Linked DNA regions of Zea mays: region 2 is linked to region 1. The links are chromatin contacts, called in public Hi-C maps. All regions are on one chromosome and are shown on one strand. The core of a region is the stretch at or near the end of the contact, and the rest is flanking DNA. Distances in the headings are between cores, read along the strand shown.

Region 1 (5,664 bases), core at 2,049-4,548:
CTCCAAGTGCGAGCATGGTACGTGTCCCGCGGGCGACGAACTTCAACTCTACGACAGCGGCGGTAGAGAAGGCACTCCCCTCGTTATCAGCAAGGGCGCACTATTTAGCGCCACCATATTCCGCTACCGGCCGCCACGAGGGCGCCTCCGCTGGTTATTGTTGCGACCTATTCCAGGTGCCCGTCCATGTGCTCCTCTTTCGTCCAGATGGCGTCCATGGGATCCAGGTGGCTGCACACGTGCAAGTCCAATGCGCGGAGGGTGTCCGTCTTATCTTATAGGGTCAAAAAAATTCAGATTCAGAATAATAAGATAAGCCGATATGTAAAAGGCTTGTCTTCTAGGTGTCTGATTTTGGGTCAAGTAGACTCGGTCTTTGAGCATCCTTCATGCTACAGCTCGAGGACGAGTTGCTTGTCTAGGAGGGGTGTAGTGTCAGGGCCTAAGGAGGCTCACGGAGGGGCTGCGGCAGCAGCAGCCATGGGCCCTCCAAAGGGATTAGATAAGGATAGTTAGAAATAAGATTAGAAGATTAGTTGAGATTATCTATGAGATTAGTTGAGATTATCTAGGAAGGTTATCAGTTAGTAGTTGTTAGTTGTTGAGAGTTTTTAGGAGAGTTTTAAGGAGATAAGGATCTCTAGCTAGATAGGGCCGGACAGCAGGCCTATTTATGTAACCAATGGATGATAAATAAAGTAGGCAAGAATTAGAAGGGAGAAACCCTCCTCTTACTCGGCCGTGGGCAGAGCCCCCCGGCCGACGTTCCTGCCCATCGATACCCCTCTCCAATCCCTCACCGATCTAGCGACCATAACAATATCAGTATATCATCTAATATGGATGACAATTATATCAAGGTATGTGGATCACAACAATCTTTTAAGAATCTAATTAACATCTTTAGATGTTTTTTCATGAGATTCAAATGCCTGACAACCATAGGAATCTTTCAGAGTTTGATTTTTTTTTTATAAAACTTACCCCCAATGAGATGGCTCATATGTGCGAAAGAAGACATGTGTTCGGTTTAAATCAACTCTTTTTAGTACCCATGAGGCCCAGGTCTTCAGTGCCATCCTAAAACCAGCATTGCTGGATGTACCTAATTTAAGAGAACGTCCTGCCAGAAAATAGCAACCCCTGTTGAGAAGACCAGGTAAAAAGAAAAAATATTAAAATTGTGTTTCAGTTACATTTGTACTTGCACACCACTTAGAGCAGAGAACATGAAGATAAAAAGGTCCATGTCAAAAGTAACACAATGATGCTATGTTAAAATCTGAAGATGGTAAAAATGATATGAACACAGTATTCCCTGGAAATAAACGGAAAAATGCTGAATGGAAAGCACATATCGAACATCGGGCAGATGAAACCGCCAAGTTGGTAATTTTAACATTGACATTTCAAGAATGTCATCATGTAAGACCGTACCAATTGGTAGATGTCATCAAAAGCAAATATGATTCAATCATATGATCTTACCAGGTACTAAGAAAAAAGATGGTATAGAAAAAGATATGCAAGGAACTCGCATTTTCCCCTCGATTTGTGGCCCCCCAGGCCCCCACCCTGACCCCGAGTTTTTGCTACATTATTGGAACCTATGTGAAATAGAGAGATGCATCATTCCCCAATATCCAAGATGTATCAAACTCTACTTCTAACTAGAATATGAGCTAGGATTCTATTTATAAAATAAGGTAGGGTATTAAAAATACTGAGCAGCAGCCAAAGCATCGAAGTGAACACAACACAAATATTCCTTCAGTCTTTTTCTGAAAAAAAAAGAAGAAATGCATCACTGCCTATTCAACCATGAACGTAGAGTATTCAATCCTAAGAAAATGTAAATGATTCACCCGAAAAAGAAAAGGAAAAGAAATGTGAACGGCAAAGCAGGAATTGGCAATACGGAAACAACTACACATTTTCAAGTTAGAGCTAAAAGGCACAGTAAATCAATGCAAGGCACCTTACCTATCAAACAATTTGGTCGGCGTCCACCAATGCCCAGTATTGAAAATCAGTACGTCCGAATTCACCCATTTCCGGCTGAAACTATCCATCCTGTCCAGCCTCAACGTGGATTTGACCCTCTTGGGGGCATGCCGTGGGGCAGGATGCTCCTGCACGAGGAACACGGACCGGAAGAATTCGACGGTGAGGCCGTGCGACGCGAACCGGACCGCCAGGTGTCGTATCGTCTTGGTGATCTCGTTTCCGTTCACCTCGAAGACCGTCCTGGGGTCATCCACGCCGGCCATGAGCATGCAGATGAAGGACTCCCACTGTGTGCGGCTCATGGAGTCCCCCACGAACACCACCCGCTTCCCGCGCAGCCGCTCCAGCGCGGTGCGGGCCGCAAACTGCGGCACTTCACACCGCCGCGGCTTCCACCGCCACTTGAGGTACCCAGTGTCGTTCCGCCCGTTGGCGAGGCAGTCGAACCCGCGCTCCGCGAACGGGCACTCGGAGCTGTTGTATAGCGGGTGGCGGCCGGTGTCGTCGGGTACCCATGCGCCGTCGAACACATCGCACGCCTCGCCGCCGAGGCCCAGGACGGAGCCCCCGACGAAGCCCGCGGCGGCGAAGGCGCGACCTCCCCGGCCGACGTAGCGGAGCACGTAGAGGTAGAGCGCGCAGGCGAGCACGAGCGCCGCGGAGGCCAGGAGGAACGCGCGGGCCGCGCGCTCCAGCGTCGGCGCGCCCGAGGGCGCCCACCGCCACCTGCGCCGTAGCGCCGCAAAAGCGGTCGCGGCAGAAGAAGAAGAGACGCGCGGGCTCCCGGGCCCGCCAACGCCGCCCCGCAGAGCTACGCGCGACGGGCCGCCCGGGCTCACCATCACGCCACAGCCGCCGCCTCCACCAGATCTCCCATCCCGCGGCTCCCCGCGCTCACCAAATCAGCAGCAGTACGGAGCGAATGCCGCCTGCTCCAAGTGGCCCCGCTGAGAGTAGCCGGCACTAGAATCCCCGAACGAGAGACAGGCTTGGCGCGTGGTCGTTCTGCTTCCGACCTCCGAGGCTCCGGCCCGTGAGCTCGCGTGACGGCGTAGCTGCTCCTGCTGGAGCTGGAGGCGCGGCGAGGGGGAGGCGGTTGTGGTAGTGGAGCAGCTGGATCGTCTGGTTCAGTTTCACTTTGGCGCAGGCGTTGCGGTCACTGCCTCACTCTGGCATGTGGGATCTCAAGTCGTAAAGAGCCCCATGTGGGATCTCAAGTCGTAAAGAGCCCACATGGCGAGGAGCACGTTGGAGCGGGCCGACAGGCAATGGCTTCTGGAATTTGCCTTGTTTGATCCGTGCAGACTTTGCGCTACGGGAAGAATAGCTCAGGTCACCTACCTGATCACAGCATTGCAGCTAACTTTCCACCCTTTGCTTCTCTGTACAGACTGTACTGCTGAAGATATTGTAAGTAATCAAGTACCAGTACGTACATAAACCTAGAGACGAAAGGCCCACACAGTAACGTGAATACTGAATAGGTAGTTTATGAAAATGAGAGTCAAAGTTTGCAAGTGATTGAGGGTCTAATTATTTACTCTGACAGTGACACTGCAGCATTTGTATATTGATGGGTAGAGCAATGTGAACAGCTGGCTCCTGGCTGCCTGATTAGTTCCCCAAAATTAATGGGCGAACAATAATCGGGCTGATGGTTCTCCATGAGAATTTTTGTAATACTAAGATGGCAACGGGTACAAACCCGCTGGGTTTTGCCGTCCCAAACCCGTACCCGTAAAAAATATCTATGCCCATTAAAAAACCCATACCCATGACGGGTTTGAGATTTTGCCCAAACCCGTACCCATCGGGTTTGCGGGTACCCATGGGTTACCCGCGGGTTTCATCTCTAATATACTTGTTCTTCTCATAATCAATAAGTATCGTAATGATAAATGATATCATGATCCAAAATGTATGTAATGAACAACGAGTTCATGATTTGGTATAAAAATTATTAGTAGAGAAAATGAAATACAAATAATAAGTTGTATAATTAAGTGACCTTGCACTAAGTTATCCATCCACCACATATATAACGCTAGTAAAAACTATAATAGCAAGCAAGCAACACTCTCACCGACTACTGATACATTCACCAATTGATAAAAATTATGAAGTAAATAAGGAATTACAAGTTTGTTGTTCGTTTATAAAATAAAATGACAATATGCACTAGGTTTGGTCGGGTTTAAAAAACCCACGGGTTCACGGGTTTGGGTACTATAGGAACAAACCCGTACCCATAAACCCGCTGGGTATAGATTTATGCCCATTAACAAACCCATGGGTATGAAAATTGACCCAAACCCGTACCCTAATGGGGTAAAAACCCATCGGGTTTCGGGTTTCGGGTACCCATTGCCATCTCTAGGGGTGATCTTATCGAAGATGCAGCTGTTCATATGTTTCAGGATGGTCCAAAACATAAGGATGATTAAGGAATTAAGCCCCTTTTGATCTATACCTTTACCTGCTCGCTTGCTCTTCTCCACCATTCCATAGCCATCCCCTCACTTGGCTAGGGAGCAATTCCTTTGAGGTTAACTTGTCTAAGCAATCTAAACCAAAACTCTCATACAAAAGCACAGCCAACAAATAAATGATCTTTTGACTCAGATTCTTGATCACAGAGTTGACATAGTTTCATCTCCGTGAAACTAATTTCATCCCCATAAAACACGTTCCTTATAAATGTTGTGTCATATCATCTAAAATCTTATATGACATATTATTAAATGTGCATAAAACCACCATAAAAGCATCACTGAAAATAATCTTATCATAGCATCTCCAGCAGACCATATAAAGGAGCGTATAAAACTTAATTTTAATTTTGCACTGTAAACTGCAATATTTATACAGTACAGTAGAACAAAAGCAGGCGTGAGATTTAAGAGAAACCCAAGCGGATACTAAAATAATAATAGTAACAGATGATCTCACATCAACAAACAGCTGCTGCAGCGAACAATGTGATTGTGCATTTGTTGCTATAGTTCCTACATTTCTACATGTAATATCGCGAACAAAAATAGCTCATGTCAATAGTCTACAGACCGAGGCATAGGCCACCACGGTTGTCGGTCGCAAAAATGGCGGGCGTCATGATCCGAAGTCAAGCGATGCAGCATTCCGGGTGTGCAAATTCACTTCTTGGAGGGGAGCTTCCTCCTTTTGGCAGGCCGCTCGCGCTTCTGCTCTTTCTTCCGCTTTTTAAGAGACACCTGATGTGACCTTCCAACCAGCGACGGCTGCTCCTTTAGCCCGAAGCTCCTCGCTACATGGCCCAGGTGGAGCTTCTTCACCATGAAAATTTTCTTCAGTTCACCTCGGTGAGCAGTGTAGGCACGAACCCAGGAACAGAAGGCATCTCTGGCAAGCTTCTTCGTTGCGTCCTGGATGAGAACGTCAGAATATGTTAATCGATATCCATTGCTTAAAGCCTAGTCTACGATATTTCATAACAAATAATCAGCACAAGCGTTTCACGTGTGCAAGTTCTCGATCACTGAAAGGTGAAACGTGTTATCTAAGTCACACTGGAAGGAAAAGGTAGAATGTGCATTACCTCAGCTGCAACGAAACCCTCGAGTGACCTCTGCAGAGACATTATGCAGGGATGCATGTCTAAGGATATTTGCTTCCTTTTGT
Region 2 (5,664 bases), core at 1,097-3,596, 210 kb after region 1:
ACTTCTTTTGTGACATTCTTCCATAGTTTCCCATTCGTGCTTTTAGCCAACAAGGTTTGGTAGATTTGTTTACTTTGTTCTTCAGTAATATCCCTCCTCCTTCGTCTACCTAAAAACAGTTAGTAAAAAACTATAAGTCCACGGACAAATCAATGGCAACAAGATTATTTCTAAAAAAAGTGTAGCGTACTAGTAGGAGTAATCACTTACTCAAGTCCATTGCATCATCGTCTATTGTAGGCACCACGTTCAAGTCTATTGAAAAAATATTAGAAATGGGAGTATGTATGGTAGTCTCTTCCAGAGTAAAGTCCAATACATCACCGTCTTCTCTAGGTGCCATATTCAAGTCTATTGAAAAAAAATTTAAAAAGTGAACAATAAGTAAAAAATCAAATGGCAAGTAACCAGACCATGTACGTACCAAAATCATTCTCAATAGGTGGCTCCATATTCAAGTCAAATGTAGCATTTTCAACATGCAGTGCCATTGCTTTGTTTTGGAGTTTTGCTGCTTCTGTTTGTTGGTACCAGGAGCCCAACGTGGCTTTAATAACTGACGAACACCAAGAACAGGTGCAAGCCAGACGAAACGACGTCCTAGGCGCGCGGTGCAATTTGTAGTGAAAATATTCTGGGCACGCCGTGCAATTTCTAGCGAAAATATTCTGGACGCGCAACGCAGTGCAAAAATAAAAAGGTGCATCGTCCATGCAAAAAAGGGAGGCCACAGAATCGAACTCAGAAATGCACGATATAAAGCAGCGCTGCTGACCAGTTGAAACCCCAAATAGAATTCAATGGATGAGACAATGAGAAGTATTTAATATGGGTAAAATCGGAAATATGACTTCTACTTAAACACTCCTTGGTACGCGTATTCATGTCCAAAATGACTAGTATTTCAATATCGGAGGGAGTATACTAACAAGGGAACGAAAAAAAGACTCCTAATTAGGATAGTGACAATGTTTTAGGCCATTTGGCTTTATCACAATGATTTGGTCTTTTCTACTTTCTAGTAAACCAATACCATCAACTATGCAAGTTCTTTTTAGGGAACATATTAGTTCAAGTTCCGATGATTATTGCGAAAAGAAAAGATCACTATAAAGTCCTTGCGGTGTGTTGATTATTAGAGGGGGTGACATCTTTGCAAGCTATCAGGGGCGGAGGGCCCATTATGGCTTATTATGGCCCAAGCCATACCAAAAAAAAAATACAAAGCAGATCCACCGGCCCAGTATCTAAACCCTAATTCCCTAAACCGTTATCACTGCCGTCCGCTCAGCCGGCCAGCCGTTGTGCGTCTGTGCCTTCCGCTTTCGTCCGTCGAGCCCGAGCCGCCGAGCTGCCGAGTCGCCGAGGCCTGAGACCACTCACTCGCTCAGCCGCTGCCTTCCTCTTCCGCCCGCCGAGGCCTTCCGCTTCCAGTTCCAGTCGCGGCGGCAGCCGGCAGCACACGCTGTGGGCCGTGGCGTCAGCCGGCAGCACGCGCCGAGCTCCGCTTCCAGGTTCCAGCCGCGGCGGCAGCCAGCAACACGCGCCGGCAGCCGGTAGCACGCGTCGAGCTCCGCCTGCCAACCCGCTATCCCGCGCGACGCGCCGAGCTCCGCCTGCCAGCCACCGGACTGCGTCCCTGCATCCACCAGAGTCCGACCTGACGGCTGACGCCCCCACGGCCCCACCGGATTCCGCCCCGCTGGACACGCCAGTCGACACAAGGTAGTTGTCTAGAGCCATACCTAAATTTGTTTTCGTCCTCCGCCACTGCAAGCTATGAATGGAAGTCTAATACTATAATAGAGGGCACTTGATTTGTTTTTTCTAATGATCTCTGGAACATTTTTACTTCCATAATAAAAAAACAAAAAAATGTACAACACGGACAAAGAATTGTTGTCTGTAAGTTCTTGGAACCTTACACGTCACAGAGAACTCTGTATCACTGTAACTGTATGCATTCCAAAAGACCACCAGGTCCCCGCTTCCATAGTTCCACGACTTCCATCCATTCCAAAGGACCAAAACAGCGGCTCGGCCGTTGGCAAGGTAGCCAAACCACGGTAGGCGCCTAGGCGGCCACGGCGCGGCGCACGCGACCACAGGGCACGAGCCCAAGCGCCGTGCGGCGTGTCCAAAGACCAAAGGCTAGGAAACACAAACACCCACGCCACGCGGACCCGGGCACCCGTCCGGCGGGCCCCTCGCTCCGCCCTCATCCTGGGGACCGGACGACGCCGTCGTCGTCGCCCGTCGACCCTTTTCCCGCACAACAGCCGCGCCGCTCTCCCGTTCCACACGACCACATACGGTAGCTAGCCTAGCTTCTTCGTCACAGCTCACCACGGCGCAGCAACCGCAGCCCACGAAGGCGACGAAAAGCTGCCGAACCACCAGCAGAGGAGAGCGAGGGACCGCGCAACCGAGCCACTCCCTAGTCCCTCCTTCTCCCTCTCTCTCTCTCTCTTCGCCTCCGGATCTCGCATGCGCGGTGGCCACCGCCGCGCCCGACGGTGGAGGGTGAGGAGTTAGCGAGGGGCCCTGACCCTGAGTGCTGGACGGCGGCGTGATGGGGGGAGCGCAGCTGGTGGGGAGATGGGTGGAGTCGTACACGGGGATGTCGACGGACAACATCAAGGGCCTGCTGCTCGCGCTCTCCTCCAGCCTCTTCATCGGTGCCAGCTTCATCGTGAAGAAGAAGGGGCTCAAGAAGGCCGGCGCGTCCGGCGTCCGAGCAGGTGAGGGCCCTTCGGTCAGCTCTGGCACTGGCTCTGCTTGGGAACTATGCTTTCGTTCAGCAGGATGCGGCTATGCTTTCGTTCGCTGCTGGCGTGCTGTGCTTGCCGCTTAGATCTGAGTGCCTTGCAGGTTGGATCTCAGTGGTGGTGTCAGTGGGTCCGAGACTCCGAGTGCAATTAGGACTTGGGGCTTAAGCAGTGAGGTAGCACGGTGGTGATAGTTCGGTCGTGTGATGTTGGGGAGCTGCTCCGTTGAAACTTGCAATGTACTTCAATCAGTTGTTGCTTACTCGGCATTGACCCCCCGGAAGATCACTAGCAGAATAGTTGATTGCTGACATGTTGGTGGTGGGGCGATGCATTATTGCTAATGCTTCTATGTTGCGATTACCGATTAGCTACTTGTAGTTCCTACTGCTTCCATTATGCTTTGACAAATTCGAAAAATATCAACTGCAAATGGAATGCCGCGAATGGGAATGCTGACAGGAAGGCATATTCATTTACTGAAACATACCAATGCAAAAGATATGTGAATATCCGTTTTTGTTGACCTGTGCCACTCAAGAGTTGAAGACGATTGGTGCTTGGTCAACCATGTGTAATCAGTCTCTGTCCATAGCTAGTGAATTATGTAACTTCTGCATAGCCTATTTTGCTTCTATCTTGCTAGATGGGTTGCAACATTGTGTATTTCCTCATTAATTATGCTTAATTTTCGTCAGGCGTTGGTGGCTACTCATACTTGCTTGAGCCACTGTGGTGGGCAGGAATGGTAACAAGTGTGTCCCTTTCCCGATGAATATGGTTCTAGCATATTAACCTTGTTTGACTATCTCGTACTAATGATATCCATACTCCATTTCAGTGATTGTTGGCGAAATCGCTAACTTTGCAGCTTATGCATTTGCTCCTGCTATCTTAGTCACTCCACTTGGTGCACTTAGCATAATTATCAGGTCAGAATTAGACTAATATGTGAGCTACAACTGGTACATCAACAGCCTTTTACCACTTAGGTTTCTGCAAATCTTATAGTTTTGGCATGCCTTATACAGTGCTGTTCTTGCCCATATAATGTTGCGGGAGAAACTTCATACATTTGGTATACTTGGCTGTATTCTTTGTGTGGTCGGTTCGACAACAATTGTGCTTCATGCCCCTCCAGAGCGTCAAATTGAGTCTGTGGCAGAAGTGTGGGATCTTGCGACCGAACCAGGTACTGTGTTTCTCTCTCTCTGAATTTTCTACCTCATGAGTCAAAAGCCAAAACATACTACTTTATGTCAAAACACTGCTCGGTATACTATCATCACCATACTAATTCATCAGGTACTAAGGTTCAAATTATGTCCTGCAGCATTCCTGTGCTATGCAGCTGTTGTGCTTGCAGCAGCTTTTGTGCTCATATTCCATTTTGTCCCTGAGTATGGTCAGACACATATCATGGTATATGTTGGCATATGTTCTCTTGTGGGATCTTTATCGGTACGCTTCTCATGACTAACAGTTATTTTCATGTGAATTCACATAGCAATTCTAAAGAAGCTAGGATATAAATGCTCTCCTTATGTATTTGCCTTGGTTTGGCAGGTCATGAGTGTCAAAGCTCTTGGGATAGCCTTGAAGCTGACATTTTCTGGGATGAACCAGCTAGTCTATCCACAAACATGGGTGTTCTCATCCGTTGTAACCTTATGCATTGTAACACAGATGAACTATCTGAACAAGGTATGATCAGTGCTATGCTCATGTACAATAACCTGTAGTCGTGTCAAGAGAAAAGGTTTTTCTTAATGGTCGAATCTTGTAAAAAATATTCGCTATTTCAATGTCTTATGCACGTCTGTTCTGTCCTACCATTTTTGAACATATCAAAATTAAATTTTGCAGGCCCTCGACACATTCAACACTGCAGTTGTTTCACCCATATATTACACAATGTTTACATCCTTGACCATCTTGGCTAGTGTAATAATGTTCAAGGTAACAGATTCTGACCTTAAACGTGTTTGTTTACAGAATTCTGCACCAAACTTTGACTTATTCATACTAAATTAATTAACTAATCTTTGTAGTCTTAAGATTTCAATCAGTACGCCGTATATTGATCTTTAATTTGAATGAGTCTGCTTTTGGTTTTAGTGTCAGCCATTTTGTTCATTGTGCACTTATGGTACAATTCAACACACTAGATTTCAACACAACAACAAAGCCTTGTAGTCCCAACCAAGTTGGGCTAGGCTAGAGTTAAAACTCAAGAGAAGCCACAAATCAAGGTTCTGGCACGTAGATAGCAGTTTTCTATTGGATAAATCTTTGGGTATTTTATCCTTTTAAATCTCTTTTTACTGCCTCTTCCCATATTAACTTTGGCCTTCCACTGCCTCTTTCCATTACTATCATGTCTTAGTATCCTACTATGCACTGATGTCTCTGGAGATATCCGTTGAGCAAATCATCTCAATCAGTGTTGGACAAGTTTTTCTTCAATTGGTGTTACACTTAGACTATCACATATATCATTCTTTTGGACTCGATTCTTTCTTACATGACTATAAATCCATCACAACATACACATTTTCACAATACTTATGTGCTGAACATGACGTCCTTTTGTAGGTCAATATTTTGCACCATACAATATAGCAGGTCTAATCACCATTGTATAAAACTTGCCTTTTAGATTATGTGGTACTCTCTTGTCACATAGAATGTCAGATGCTTGGCGCCACTTCCTTCGTCCTGATTTGATTCTATGGCTAACATTTTCATCAATATCCCTATCTCTCTGTAGCATTGATCATCAATAGTGAAATGCATCTTTTCTAGACATTACTTAACCTTTCAAAGTGACATAGTGACATCTCCTTCCTCATGTGTAATAGTGCCGAAGTATCATCTCATGTATTCAGTTTTAGTT

What was found. A called contact is a pair of places that touch in the nucleus more often than the background predicts.
Region 2: a Hi-C map of leaf shows a contact between it and region 1, with 5 times the contacts expected there. The contact joins the promoter of LOC100381821 here to the promoter of LOC109941581 in region 1. A contact is called at or near these places in 4 of 25 Hi-C or Micro-C datasets (ear, leaf and tassel).

What each region holds. Positions count from the first base shown.
Region 1 is chr8:104,571,942-104,577,605 of Zm-B73-REFERENCE-NAM-5.0, forward strand. LOC109941581 (protein trichome berefringence-like 7) reads right to left here and starts at 3,299. Exons shown (of 3, transcript XM_020542693.2): 1 at 1,984-3,299. The coding sequence starts at 2,849. LOC100382837 reads right to left here. Exons shown (of 10, transcript NM_001175534.1): 9 at 5,582-5,664; 10 at 4,906-5,408. The coding sequence ends at 5,160.
Region 2 is chr8:104,786,959-104,792,622 of Zm-B73-REFERENCE-NAM-5.0, forward strand. It overlaps LOC100381821 (putative magnesium transporter NIPA4), which reads left to right and starts at 2,347. Exons shown (of 9, transcript NM_001174616.1): 1 at 2,347-2,741; 2 at 3,467-3,523; 3 at 3,610-3,700; 4 at 3,800-3,960; 5 at 4,102-4,229; 6 at 4,335-4,472; 7 at 4,635-4,727. The coding sequence starts at 2,573.